Linked DNA regions of Mus musculus: region 1 is linked to region 2. The links are chromatin contacts, called in public promoter capture Hi-C maps. All regions are on one chromosome and are shown on one strand. The core of a region is the stretch at or near the end of the contact, and the rest is flanking DNA. Distances in the headings are between cores, read along the strand shown.

Region 1 (5,875 bases), core at 1,191-3,690, 2.5 Mb before region 2:
GAGGTCTCTAAGGAGTACACCTTGGACTGATATACACAACAACATGGAGTATAGCCTATTCTGTAACCCACTACCACTCACACTTGCCATGTAAATCCTTTTTTAAAAAAATCAAAGCACATTTCCAAAGCACACTTTTCCCACCCCTATTTGATCATATGGGTTTAACAGAAATTTTCCACTGATCTGCATTTTATCTATAACCAGCCCTAGCCTTTTCCTAACTGCTTTCCTTCTCAAAAGCTATCTTCCATACATTTATTTTGACCCAATTTCAGCTATGTAAAAGGGTAAAAGATAACCTCAAACACTCTTTTCAGATTCTCTACCCTTCAGGCAATATTAAATAATATTCTTTAGGATAATTAATATAAAATATTTCTAAATTATTTTTCTGGAGGAGCTGATACTAGTATAATTCACATGTTACTTCAAAATCAGGCTTTTTTTTTTCCTTGTCAGAATTAAATTCTTTTGGACATACTTTGGCTAAGATATTCTTATGTAGTGATTACTTTTAACTGCTAAAAGTTATCAGGCACGGAATTTGTTCCAGGTGCCTCTAAAATGGCTTCCATCGATTTTGCCTCCTGTGTTATCTATCCTCTGCCTCTCTAATGTGGGTTGGGTTAAAGACTCTTAACAAACACACTATGATAGCAGTGATAGGATATCACTTCTAAGATTAGATTATAAAATATAGTTATCTTCCCTCAGTTGGATGCTTTCTCCCAGCTTGTCTGTTGTAGGGGAAATCAACAGCCATACTATACTCTAAGGGGGTTTTCTGAAGAAAACCCACTTAGCGGAGAATCTAGGGCAGCTGGCAACTATGTGCATGCACTTGGAAGTGCACCCTTAGTCCATCTCAGTGCAGTCTCTCAATAGTATCACAAGTCCCAAACACAGCCTAACTACGACCTCAAGAAACAAGCTGAACTACTCTGTTGAACGTTGCCCTGATACTTGACTCAAAGAAACCAAGATAGTACATGTTTGTTGTTTTAAGCTGCATTAAATTTGGGGATAATCATAAACCAGCAATATGAAACTAATGACGATACTTAGGTAATTGTTAATTTAGAAAAACTGTATAAGCAAGAAGTTTCTGAATTAACCTGAAAATAATAAATTTATTTATTGTTCATTCTGAGACCTGCTCTACATTGTAAAAACAAAACAAAAACAAAAACAACAACAACAACAACAAAAACCTTTCACAAAGGTAGCCGGAAGCTCTTCTCGTCGGAGTGAAAGTGCCAAAGTCCAAAGAACCAAAGCAAAGAGAAGAGTACTTAGTGACCTGTTGCAAAACCATACTTCCAAGCCTTTGGAAGGCCAAGAAAAAGGATTGCTAGCTAGGGACAGTCGGGGCTACACAGTGAATTCTGAGCCAGCCTGGAGTACACAGGAGACCTTGTCTCAAAATACAAACAAAAACGGAGTGCAAACACTGACATGAACAACAGTTTGTATTCAATTGCAGTATTGAGGGTAATGAAGAGAATATGGCGCGCGCGCGGGGTGGGGGTCTTTACAAATAAATGTCTCATTTATAAATTAAGTAGTCACAATTATTAATTAGTAAATACAGAACGAAAAATAAACCAGAAATATATCGAGTAAGAATTGCAAACTTCTATGGTTTTTGTCTAGACAATGTGTACTGAGTAATACGATGTGGAAAGTGGAGCGTAGCCACAGAAAAACAAAACGAAAAGGAAAGTGTTGAACCAATTTTACAGTCTGTTTGGAGACTGTAGCAACTAGCAATCAGCGGAGGTCTTAAACTGGATATGTTTGAATTCGTATTAAGGGGACGCCGTAAGAAATGAAGCGTGCCTTGGCATCGAACGACGCTGTAACCACCACAAAAGCAATACGTGAAACTGAAGAAAGTAACCTCCACCGTTTGTCATCTTTCAAGAGGGACGACACCACGTCGCTACCGCGAGTCCCAAATCGACCTCTATACCAATGGCCTAGAAACAGAAGAGACTCACACCCGCCTCTCGATTCTGATACACCATTTTAATAAGCCACCGCTGCTGTCACTCAAAATGTCTCACAGTACCCATTGGTCCTAAACTGTTGCTTGCTGGGCCAGGGCTATCAAGTGGCAAGCATCCCTACCCCTCACTTCGGAGGAGAAAAGTGAGAGCGTCCGGGCGGGCGGAAGAAGCAAGGCATTGGAAGCCTCTGTGCCGACGCGAGTACCTGAGCGACCTGGGATCTCCACCGCCGCCGCGACGACTCGGCCTGTGGGCGGGGGCTGTCAGCCGAGAAGAAAATGGCTCAGCCGGGAACTGGTGCCCAAGCCATGGAGAGGCCTGTCCAGAGCGCACGTGTTCGCGCTGGAGAACACGATGGCTGCGAGGGAACCAGAAGCCGCCCCAGACTCCCGCGAAGTCACAGCACCTCTGCCTGCAGAAGCCCGAGTGGCGGACCTTGCAAGGTTTTGACGTTTCCTATTGTTGCCGGAAGTGACGTCGAGGAGCGGCTCCTTAAAGGAAAAAGATTTCCGTTTTCCTCATTCAGATTCGCCAAAAAGTCTTTACTTTTCCGCTTCTCATTCTGAACTGCTTTGGCCATCAAAATTATGCTAATTTGAAATGTGACATTCAATAAAAGACATGTAATTGATAAGACTTTAACGACAGTAGAGTATCCTGAAGAAGCTGCGCGAACGGAGTGTGGAATCTGCATCTAGGAATGCCAGCATTTGGGGCAGCCTCTGGCTCGGAATGTTTAGCCGCTGTTCGAACTCTCGGCTCGAACTCTGAGTTCTAAAAACAAACCGTCGGCACGAGGGGCGACCCGAGGCGCGGGCGTAAGGCTCTGGGGCTGCAGACCCGGTTCCCGCCACGTTCTCGGGTTTCTAGTGCTCCCTTCTTCTTTCTGTGTTGGTACGGTAGCCTTGGGAACCTTTCAGTTTGCTTAGGGGCTGCTGGCTGAGCCAGAGCTCGTGGACCTGCTGTGCTCTGGCTTGGACGAAGGTGGCCCTTCTGCTGTCCTCACCGAGGTTCCTGGGTTGTAGGCGAATGATCAGGTCTACCTTTTCATCCCTTTAAATTTAGAGGCAGAAAGGGAATTCGAGATGGGACTTGCTTGTGTACCAGCTGGTATGGTTTTGGAAGGCATCAAGTAGAATGAATCGGAGTCTGCCCTCTTTGAATTGTTTTGTAGATGCCTTTAAGTTTCTTTCCGTCAAAAATACATCTAGCTTCAAAAGACTGTCCGGAATAGAAAAAGTACTCCTTCCTTCGTGTTCTCTTTGTTTTCATCTTCATGGTGTCTCCCCCCCCCCAAAAAAAAAAAAAAAAAAGAATTCTCCATCTACTTTGAGGCCTATGATTGCTCTGTATGAAAAGAAAACTAATTTTAACATATGTATTCTAGACTTACTGCTACACTAGACTGTTTTACAGAATTATTTGCAAGCATTTTAACAATGTTTTATGCGTGAACACAGCGGTTCCCTCATCGGATCTTACAACAGCATTTTCCTAGTATCTATTACGGAGAGATTTTGTAAGTTTAGTTTCTACAGATTTGTATCCCTTTATCTTAAAGTTTGTCTTTTAGATATGTCAAGCGGAATTTCAAAATCCTAGCTATCCACTGTGATTATTAAAGGCTAGTTACTTTATCCTGGGCAAAATGATTTTGGAGTCCTGTGACATGTTTTTAAAGACCTGTAGCAGCTACGAAATTGAGCTGGGTTTGAAACAAAGTATCTTAAACTGCAAAGCTGGGGGACTAGCTCAGTGGTAGAGCCATTGGGTATGCCAAGATCCTGAGATCGGTTCCGTTCCCCACCAAAGCCATCTTGTGCGGTGCTCACAATGTCTTCCAGCAATTCGGTTGGTGGATTTGATTTGTTCCTAACTCTTCAGAAAGCTAGGTAGACCAGTGAGACCTTAATGATTGAATCTGTATATGGTCTTCATTTAATATCCTGTGATAAGTAATATAAAGTGAAAATGCTAATTTTTAAGTAACAGTTTAATTTTATCTCAGATTAATTATGGTCAAGTGTAAAGTATGTTTCAGTACTTGATTAGCTTCAATTCATAGTAATAATTTTAGTATTTACTAATTAAAAAACACTAGGAAAGCCTTTCTTGAAAACATACTTCTATGATCTTGTTTTTTTAAAAATACCTTTATGTTTTTCTCTTCTGTCATATCTTTTCCCTCCACCTACAGATACAAGCTGTACTTGAATCTTACTCTTCTTTAAAATGTTTATTGTGCTGGTAATGAAGAGGATGTGTTCCTGGGGCATACTTTAGTGTCCGAAATTTCATTACCAGAAGTAGAAATAATGTAAAGATAAATGCCTTCTATGATACCAGCAAAAGAAAAGGTAGCACCGAGTATTGGATAAAATTGCATGTCCTGGGAAGATAGGATATGTACAAAACTAACAATTGTGTTGTCAGATGGGTCTGGAAACTAAAACAAGATCAGACCTGCAATCTTAAATCCCAGGCACAGTGTTTGTAGTTACAGCAGAGGCTAGAGTAGTTCCCCTGTCACCTTTCTTAGGCAATAAAGGTTGGTCTGGGAAGTCTGTCTTAACATATCTGTATGTCTTTCTAGCCCCGGCATCTGGAAAGATGGGAAATAAGCCTTACTGTTTTGACCAGTATGTTGTATAATTTAATTTTAGGATTTCTTTCCCCGTCCCCCCCCTAAAATCCTCATTGTCTAAATATCTTACTATTTAGTAGGTAATTTGGTGTTTCAAACATGCTGACCATAGCATCAGTGCAAGGATACTTAAAGTACATTCAGCAGCTCGCTCCGCAGGAGCAGACTGCGAATGGGGTGCTATGCCACGGACATGGAATAGGTGCCCAAGTCTAGAGAAATGGCCACAGAAGTGATGGTGGCCCAGGCTTAGAATTCTGCACATTGCCAGCTTTATATACTTCTCCTGACCTATACAGACGCAGAGGTGTCTGGGCAGGGGTGATTATATGTCAATCGTTGCTGAAATACAGCCCATGAACAAAAACCCCTAAGTATAGTTCATCTAATTCTTGAATTGTTCTTTTTTTCTTTTTCTCTTTCTTTCTTTCTTTCTTTCTTTCTTTCTTTCTTTCTTTCTTTCTCAGTGATTTCATTTTAAAGGAGCTTCAGTTTCAGAGAATCTCTTTTCTCCAGGAACTCTTGTCATTTTCTTGAGCAAGATATTAGTGAACTATGAGTTTGGTTTGGTTTTTAATATAAGCATCTCTAATTGGCAACTACATGAAATCCAAACCCTGGGGATAATAACTTAAATCTGTGCTAAATTTATCTTCATTTTTTGGTTTATACTATGTAGGTTTTATAAGCATTCAGGGTAATTAATGATAGCGGCCATTTCAACTTGATATTTTTTTCCAAATGGTACCAGCTATGATTTGAAGGTTAAGTGTCCTCCATAGGCTCATATGTTTGATAACTTGGTTTCCAGCTTGGAGTGCTAATTTGACAGGTTGTGCAATCTTAGGGAGGTGGGACTTAGCTAGAGGAAGTTGCTTGGGGAGTGAAAATGCCTTAAGATGGTAGGTAGCCTGATACCAGTTCTCGGCTGTCCTTCCTCTGGTCTGGGGTAATGTAGGCTAGCAGCTACTGTGCATTCCTGCCACCTTGTGCTGCTTGTCACCATGTCATGATGGCTTCTACACTGTGAGGATCCATAGCCCCTCAGGCATTGAGCCAATAAGTCTCCTTTTCACTGAGTAAAGATTATAGTCCATTATCATTCAAGGTAAAACATTTGGGAGAGTGCTAGATGAAGTACATTGGAAGAACATAAATACAAGACATACTTATGTGTTTTGAAAGGAAAAAGTAGAGGATGAGGTTGAAGCCAAGTTTG
Region 2 (6,498 bases), core at 3,412-5,911:
TACCCCCCAAAAAACAAAAACAAAAACAAACAAACAAACAAACAAACAAAAAAACAGAAACTGGCATGTCTTTCAAGGTCTTTCAAGATGACCTCTGCATGACATAATACTTCATAAGCTGATCAATAACATGAAGATTATGTAAAAACTAATGAACTTAGTTGTTCATATGCACCATCCAGTACTTTTACTGTGAATAGAAATGACTCAAGATATTAGTTCAACTGTATCTTTTTAACCAAAGCTCAAATTTATTTGGTATCAGGTTAAAAGAGAAAATAGAGTCCTCCAGGGCATTCTGGTGTAGGCACACATATGGTATTTTGATGAACACTGTCATTGATTTAGTTGACACTGTAAATAACAAAGTAAAACACACATAGATGGGGCTGGAGAGATGACTCAGTGGTTAAGAGCACTGACTGCACTTCCGAAGGTCCTGAGTTCAAATCCCAGCAACCACATGGTGGCTCAAAACAATCTGTAATGAGATCTGACTCTTTCTTCTGGAGTGTCTGAAGACAGTCACAGTGTACATACATATAATAAATAAATAAATCTTAAAAGAAAAAAATTTTAAAACACAGAGATTTATTTAAAAATGGATAAAGACAACTGTAAGCCAAAATATGTAAAGACATGGGTATTTTGTACAACACACCCTTTCAAGAACAAATTATGAAAGCATGAAATTTGAGGAAGGGAGTTCTGGAAGGAGTTGGAAAGGCAGAGTGGAGGATGGATATAAGCAAACTGTGATGTATACATAAATAAAATTCTCAAAGGAAAAACAATACTGTGTTTTAAATGTTTTATAGCTATGCAGGAAGACAAATATGATCAGTGCCTTGCTCAGCGATCATCAGAGGAGCTTCCTTCTGCCACAGACTAGAGCAAGTACAGACACTAATAGCCAGATTCTATGCAAAGAGAAAGAGACCTTGAAACTTGCAGCCATTAAATGGGATATCTCCATCAAAACCCTCATCTCAGGTCTCAGGGCATCCTACAGAAGAGGCTGAAAGAGGGTAAGAACCAGACCCGATGGAGAACTCCAAGGAACAAAACCCTCTAAATCAACATGAGCAAAACATACAAACTCACAGAGGTTGAAACTGTATCCAGAGAGCCTGCACTAGAGGAGGTTTAAGATATGAAAGGAGAAATGTACACATGACCCTACCCCAAACCCAGAATGAACAAAGGATTCTTAAGGGTGGGCTGCAGGCCCAGCAGTACATGGCTAACAGACCACAAACTTGCTTTGTAGTTTCCTTGTCACATAATGTCACTTATTCATTTTAAACTGTTTCTTGTGCCTTCTCTTGGGCTCCTTCCCTTCCATTTATTTGTTTATTTGTTTGCTTCGTTTTCCAATTCCAATGTATCAGTTCTTGTTTTACCTTATTATATTCCATTTTATTATTATTCCCATAGAAGCCTGTTTGCTTTTTTTTTTTTTTTTTTTTTTTTTTTTTTTTTTTTTTGGTTTTTGAGACAGGGTTTCTCTGTATAGCCCTGGGTGTCCTGGAACTCACTTTGTAGACCAGGCTGGCCTCGAACTCAGAAATCCGCCTGCCTCTGCCTCCCAAGTGCTGGGATTAAAGGCGTGCGCCAGCACGCCCGGTGCCTGTTTGCTTTCTAATAACAGACAGAAAGTGGAAGTTCGAGGAGCTGGAAGGAGTAGCCGGAGGGGAAACTGGAGTCAGGATAAATTATGTGAGGGAAAAAAACAAAACAAAACTATTTTCAATAAAAAGCAAAACTGTTTGATAACCACAGTCTGTATGAGGTATGTCTTCCTTCCGATTTATTCTTTGTCGTAAGTCAATGTCTTTTGTAAAATTTAGTTCTTCATCTCCGAATAAGCAGAGTCTGCTTTACCCAAACTGAGACTAAAAATTATTAGATATGGCAATCAGGTGTTCTTTCCGAGATCATCAGTTGTCATTAGTTTGATAACAAGTTTTGAATGTCTCTTCTTATGGCCACATGATACCATTGCCTTAGTTTTCGACCCTGAGCTGTTTACTTTAACATCCTTCAGAAAGTATTTTAGGACTTTTCATTAAATCATACAGTCATGAAGAAAAGAATAGAAAGGGGAACTTAGTAAATTCAGTTCCAATTATCTGGGTGGCCATGGCTACCACAAAGAAGATTGGATGCTGAGCTTTATACCATATTGGCTTTCCTATATTGTGAATTTTAAATTGCTACATGGGTTTTATTATTTAACAAAATTTTGTGAGAGCTAATTCTATGTATAATTGACATCCTGTGTGAATTTTGTGAAATACTTTCTTAGGATTTAAGTTGTTCCTGGGAAACTAACTGGTTTCCCTCCAGTTCTCCAATATTTGCTAATTGAGGTGCCTTGAAAGGCCACTAGGGAGAGACATGGAGTCTTCACAGCAGTGTTTGGGTCACTGGGTGCAAGTTCCACAGCAAGGATACAGTTTCCCTGAAGGCATCAGTAAAACAAGCTGTCAAAAGTTCTGCTTGCCCACTAGGGAAAGGCTCAGTAAGCAGAAGTATACTGCTCATGAAATTCAAACATACAAAATAATGTTTCCTCTGATAAGTTAAAAAAAGTCATATTACATACCAAATATCAGTTCTTATTCAACATACAATATTTTAAAAAATGATTAAATAAGAAAAGAAACTTTTGCAAACAAAATTTTCAGAGAAAATAAGATGTTTAATGACTACCAATGAGAAGATCCTTTGAAGGTGACCTCTTGGAACACACAACTGAGCTCATACAAACATCCATGCTCTGATACAGTCATTTGGGATTGACCCAGACGTGACAGACTCCTTGAATAAACTATTGGCTTATCTGAAAAGGCTTCTCATTTAACTCAAGGCGTCACGCTTTCGTACTGTAAATCAAAGCCTAGCTATCATAGGCGATGGTGATGTTGTCTGACTAAGTCACAAGTATATCAGTTTGAATTTGCAGAGGCAGAAAGTGAATAGGTCTGGCAAACTTCAAAGGCTCGAATTACAGGAAGTATGATTCTGTCCCGAGCTTTATTTCTGTGGCACTTAGAGACGAGGATATTCTCGTCATTGTACGTATAGTGATAAGCGTGTGCTGAACATTGCAGTTCTCATAATGGACTGAAAAATCTGGTATTTGTATTTTTACCAAATGTAGACACAATGGTAACTTGATATCTTATAACCTAGTCTTGTCCGTATTAAAGTTTTTCTCAGACAAACCTTTCCAGGGAAGGTGGTTTGACCTCTGCACATTCTGTGTATGTTCACCAATAAAGTCAACTGAAAGTTGAGAGTAACACACCCCCTTCTATTTTTTTCCCCCCACTTGCAGTCAGCTACTATAAACCACTTCAGTCTGCTTCCAGCCAGGGGGCTTCGCAGTGCCTTAAACACAAAACTTTTGCAGGAGTTCAAGATCCCAACTATTACGCCAAGTATAAACTTGAAGATGTTATAAACATATTCTTTAGAAGGTTCAAGTGAGAAGTACACAAGATAAGATAACTGAGTCAGACAATCGGAATGTCTTCAAAAGTCCCTTAACGTGTTCAGGAAAGATGCTATTTCTCTTTAAAACAAAATAAAACAAACTAATTGATACTTTGATTTTTTTTTAATCTTATAGCCACTGTTTAGGAAAAGAATTGATAAAGTTTAGAAGATTCCAATTTCTGTTACATCTTGGATTTGACCAAGTTCAAGTTAATTCTGAAATCCAAAACCTTTAAGCCCAGTTTCTAAATTTACTCACACTTTTTCCAAACTAGCTCACAGAGCCTGGGGCCCCTGCTATGCAAACTCCAGGAGCATAAAACTCCGTTGTCTGGTCACACACCCCAGAAGCTCTTTGGAGTCCAAAACCAGCCAGGAAAAGAAAAGAGCATTTCCTACAGCAATGAAATTCTCTCTGGAGCCATGCCACTGGGGCAGGGTGCAAACTCCTCTGTTGGCAGGAGACCACTATGAAGGAGAAGGAATCTGTGTGACTGAACACCTCTTGGGCCCTTCCCTCCTCTAAGTTGCTTTCCTTTCTAGTAACAGCTTTCCACTGGGGGAGAGAAAAAAAGAAGAGAAACTTTGCTCCAAGCAAGCGTGCACCAATCTCTAACTTTGGATCCAAAGGTTAAATAAATAATTATGCACACACACTCCACGGCAGGTTCTCTGTACACCCAGTAAAGCCAAGCCCACACACAGTCCAGGACTTGGGAGCCTCGGATCCTCAGCCCGACCCGACGGGGTCCCTTGCACCTACCTTGACCTCGCCCCCGTCGGGCTCCGCTTCCGAGAAGCCCAGTCCCGACTCGAAGGCGGCGACGGTGGCGGGCGCCTCGCGCGGACTGGGGATCAGCGCAGCGGCGAGCAGGGAACACGCCAGAGACAAGAAGCACAGCAAGTGCATGGTGGATGGACCGGGAGCAGGGAGGCCGGTCCGTTGGCTGGCGCAGGCTGGGGCGTGAGGCTGAGGTCCTCTCCTGGTCCCTGTCCCGTGGTTTCCTCCCGGGGACCCCCCTGGGCGAGCGTCTCCCGGGACTCGGCGGCTCGCAACTTTTGCCCTCGGCTCTGGCAGCCCTCACGGGGGAGAGGCTCCCGGGTGTCAGGTACGAGCCTCACAGGAAACCGGACATCCGAACTGCCCTCGGTGGCGGCCCGCGAGGTGAAGCGAGGGCGCCGGCTCCGCCGATCGCGGTTTTGTTTTTGGTGTTTTGCAAAGAAGAGGGGGTGGGGTGGTTAAGCCCAGTCACCCCGCGATGTTCCACTCGTCCCGAAGAGCCCTCGGGTCCCTCGTCCCCCCTCCTCCCTCCCCTCGCCCGAAGTGAAAGGAGCCGGGCCGCGGGAGCCGCGGGAGAAGGCGGTGGTGGCGGCGGAGCCGGGGGGCGGGAGGAGGGCGGCGGGGCGCCCGGCGGCGGCGAGGCCCGCGAGCTCCCGGGCGCTCGAGCCTCCTGCGCGCGCGGGGCCGAGCGGTGGCGGTGGCGGCGGCGGCAGCGGGCGCAGGGGCAGGGCATGACTGATGCGCCCTCTGCCTGCGCTTATGTGAGAGAAAGCGGCAAGAGGGAGGGAGCGTGCCGAGCCCAGTCAGCCCTCCCCTCTCTTTCCCTAGGAAGCTTGCTCCCTCCAGCCCCACGCTTTCCTCCAGCCCCACCTCCATCCACTCTCCTCGCTTTCCCTTTCTCTGCCCTTCTCTCTGGGCTCTGCTGGGGTGTCGGGGTGGGGAGGCAGGGGCTCAAGTCAGGTCTGGGGGCTTGACTCTCTCTGCAGGACCAGTTTTAGGGGCCACATGACTGAGCTCAGCTGCTAGAAAGATGGGGAGGGGGGAGCAGGTACAGTGGGTAGGAGACGCACGCTTTGGCCCTGGCAACCCCTTGTGGTAAAATCCTTCTCCAGACATTCTTTATCCTGAGAAGTTTGGGACCAGCCTGAGACTTCTAAAACACTTCAGAGAAAAAGATCAACATTATAGCAGAGACCTATGGGGCCATAGTGCCCTTCCCAGCACCACCACCTCCACTGTTTTCTGGTTTACTTGAAGCAAGAATGCAAAGAGGGACATCTCAGAATACAGGGCAAGTCATTCATGCTAAGATCTTAGTGATCTTCCGGAAGACCTAAAGTTCCATCTGAAGGACAGATGGTCCAGAATCTTAAAGAACATTGATAGAGACACACCCAAACTGTATCTGCAAGACACACCTTCCATTTGCAAGAGAAAGAGAATGAAATGGGACAATTTATATGCTGAAAGAGCAAACAGCAGTGATGCATTTATTCTCTGGAAAAGCACCTAGGAACTCTGCTGTCTTCCTGGTGATGGCATCTGCTTTCCTGGGCAGGTGGGCAGATGGCAGAAGTTCCACTTAAGCTGCATCAACAGCATAGAGACATGAAAGGTCTTGCCTATTCAAAAACTATACTAAGTGCACTAATGTTAAAAAGCCACAAAATTGTCGTTGGAGGAAAGACGTTTCCTTGTAATTCAAATAATATGATCTGGAGGTCTCCTTGCCCAACATTTCCGTGAGTGCTTAAATACCTCTACAAACAGTGAATGCCCCTTGCCCTGACTGTGCTTCCCTTTATTGAAGACTGACATCATTGAATCTTCCAACTACCCATTGCTTTTGACTTTGGTATTTTGCGTACTTCGTCTAATGTAAATTCCACATGTTAGCCCCTCAGATATTTGGAAATATCTGTCACGTTCTCCCAGGGCTACTTTTCCTACCAGTGAAAGATTCCTTTTTAGTTTAACCCGACAGTTCCAATTATCCTCATCCATCATGCTAAGTTTATCTTCATAAAGTACGCCGTTCAGAACATGGCTCCATACTTAAAATACCCCAACGAAGCATGCAGAAAAGGAGGGGTCTTCCTTGTCTAGAAAGCAAGCATTTGTTGACATAGCATTGGACCAAGTTTATTTTCTGGCAGCCAAGTCATGCTGTTGATGCAAAGAACTCTTAAAGTTGACCAGATTTCTCAAGAAAT

The links. Promoter capture Hi-C pulls out the DNA fragments that hold promoters and counts their contacts.
Region 1: a contact with region 2 is called in a promoter capture Hi-C map of embryonic stem cells, with 5 times the contacts expected there. The contact joins the promoter of Fbxo8 here to the promoter of Vegfc in region 2. A contact is called at or near these places in 4 of 39 promoter capture datasets (embryonic stem cells, hippocampal neurons, liver and 1 more) and 1 of 115 datasets of contacts at active chromatin or transcription factors (astrocytes).

What each region holds. Positions count from the first base shown.
Region 1 is chr8:56,547,719-56,553,593 of GRCm38.p6, reverse strand. Fbxo8 (F-box protein 8) reads right to left here and starts at 2,440. Exons shown (of 6, transcript NM_015791.4): 1 at 2,218-2,440. Cep44 (centrosomal protein 44) reads left to right here and starts at 3,028. Exons shown (of 11, transcript NM_001009951.1): 1 at 3,028-3,049.
Region 2 is chr8:54,075,695-54,082,192 of GRCm38.p6, reverse strand. Vegfc (vascular endothelial growth factor C) reads right to left here and starts at 4,661. Exons shown (of 7, transcript NM_009506.2): 1 at 4,268-4,661. The coding sequence starts at 4,414. Gm33153 reads left to right here. Exons shown (of 1, transcript XM_006509526.4): 1 at 1-6,123. The coding sequence starts at 4,420. The coding sequence ends at 5,259.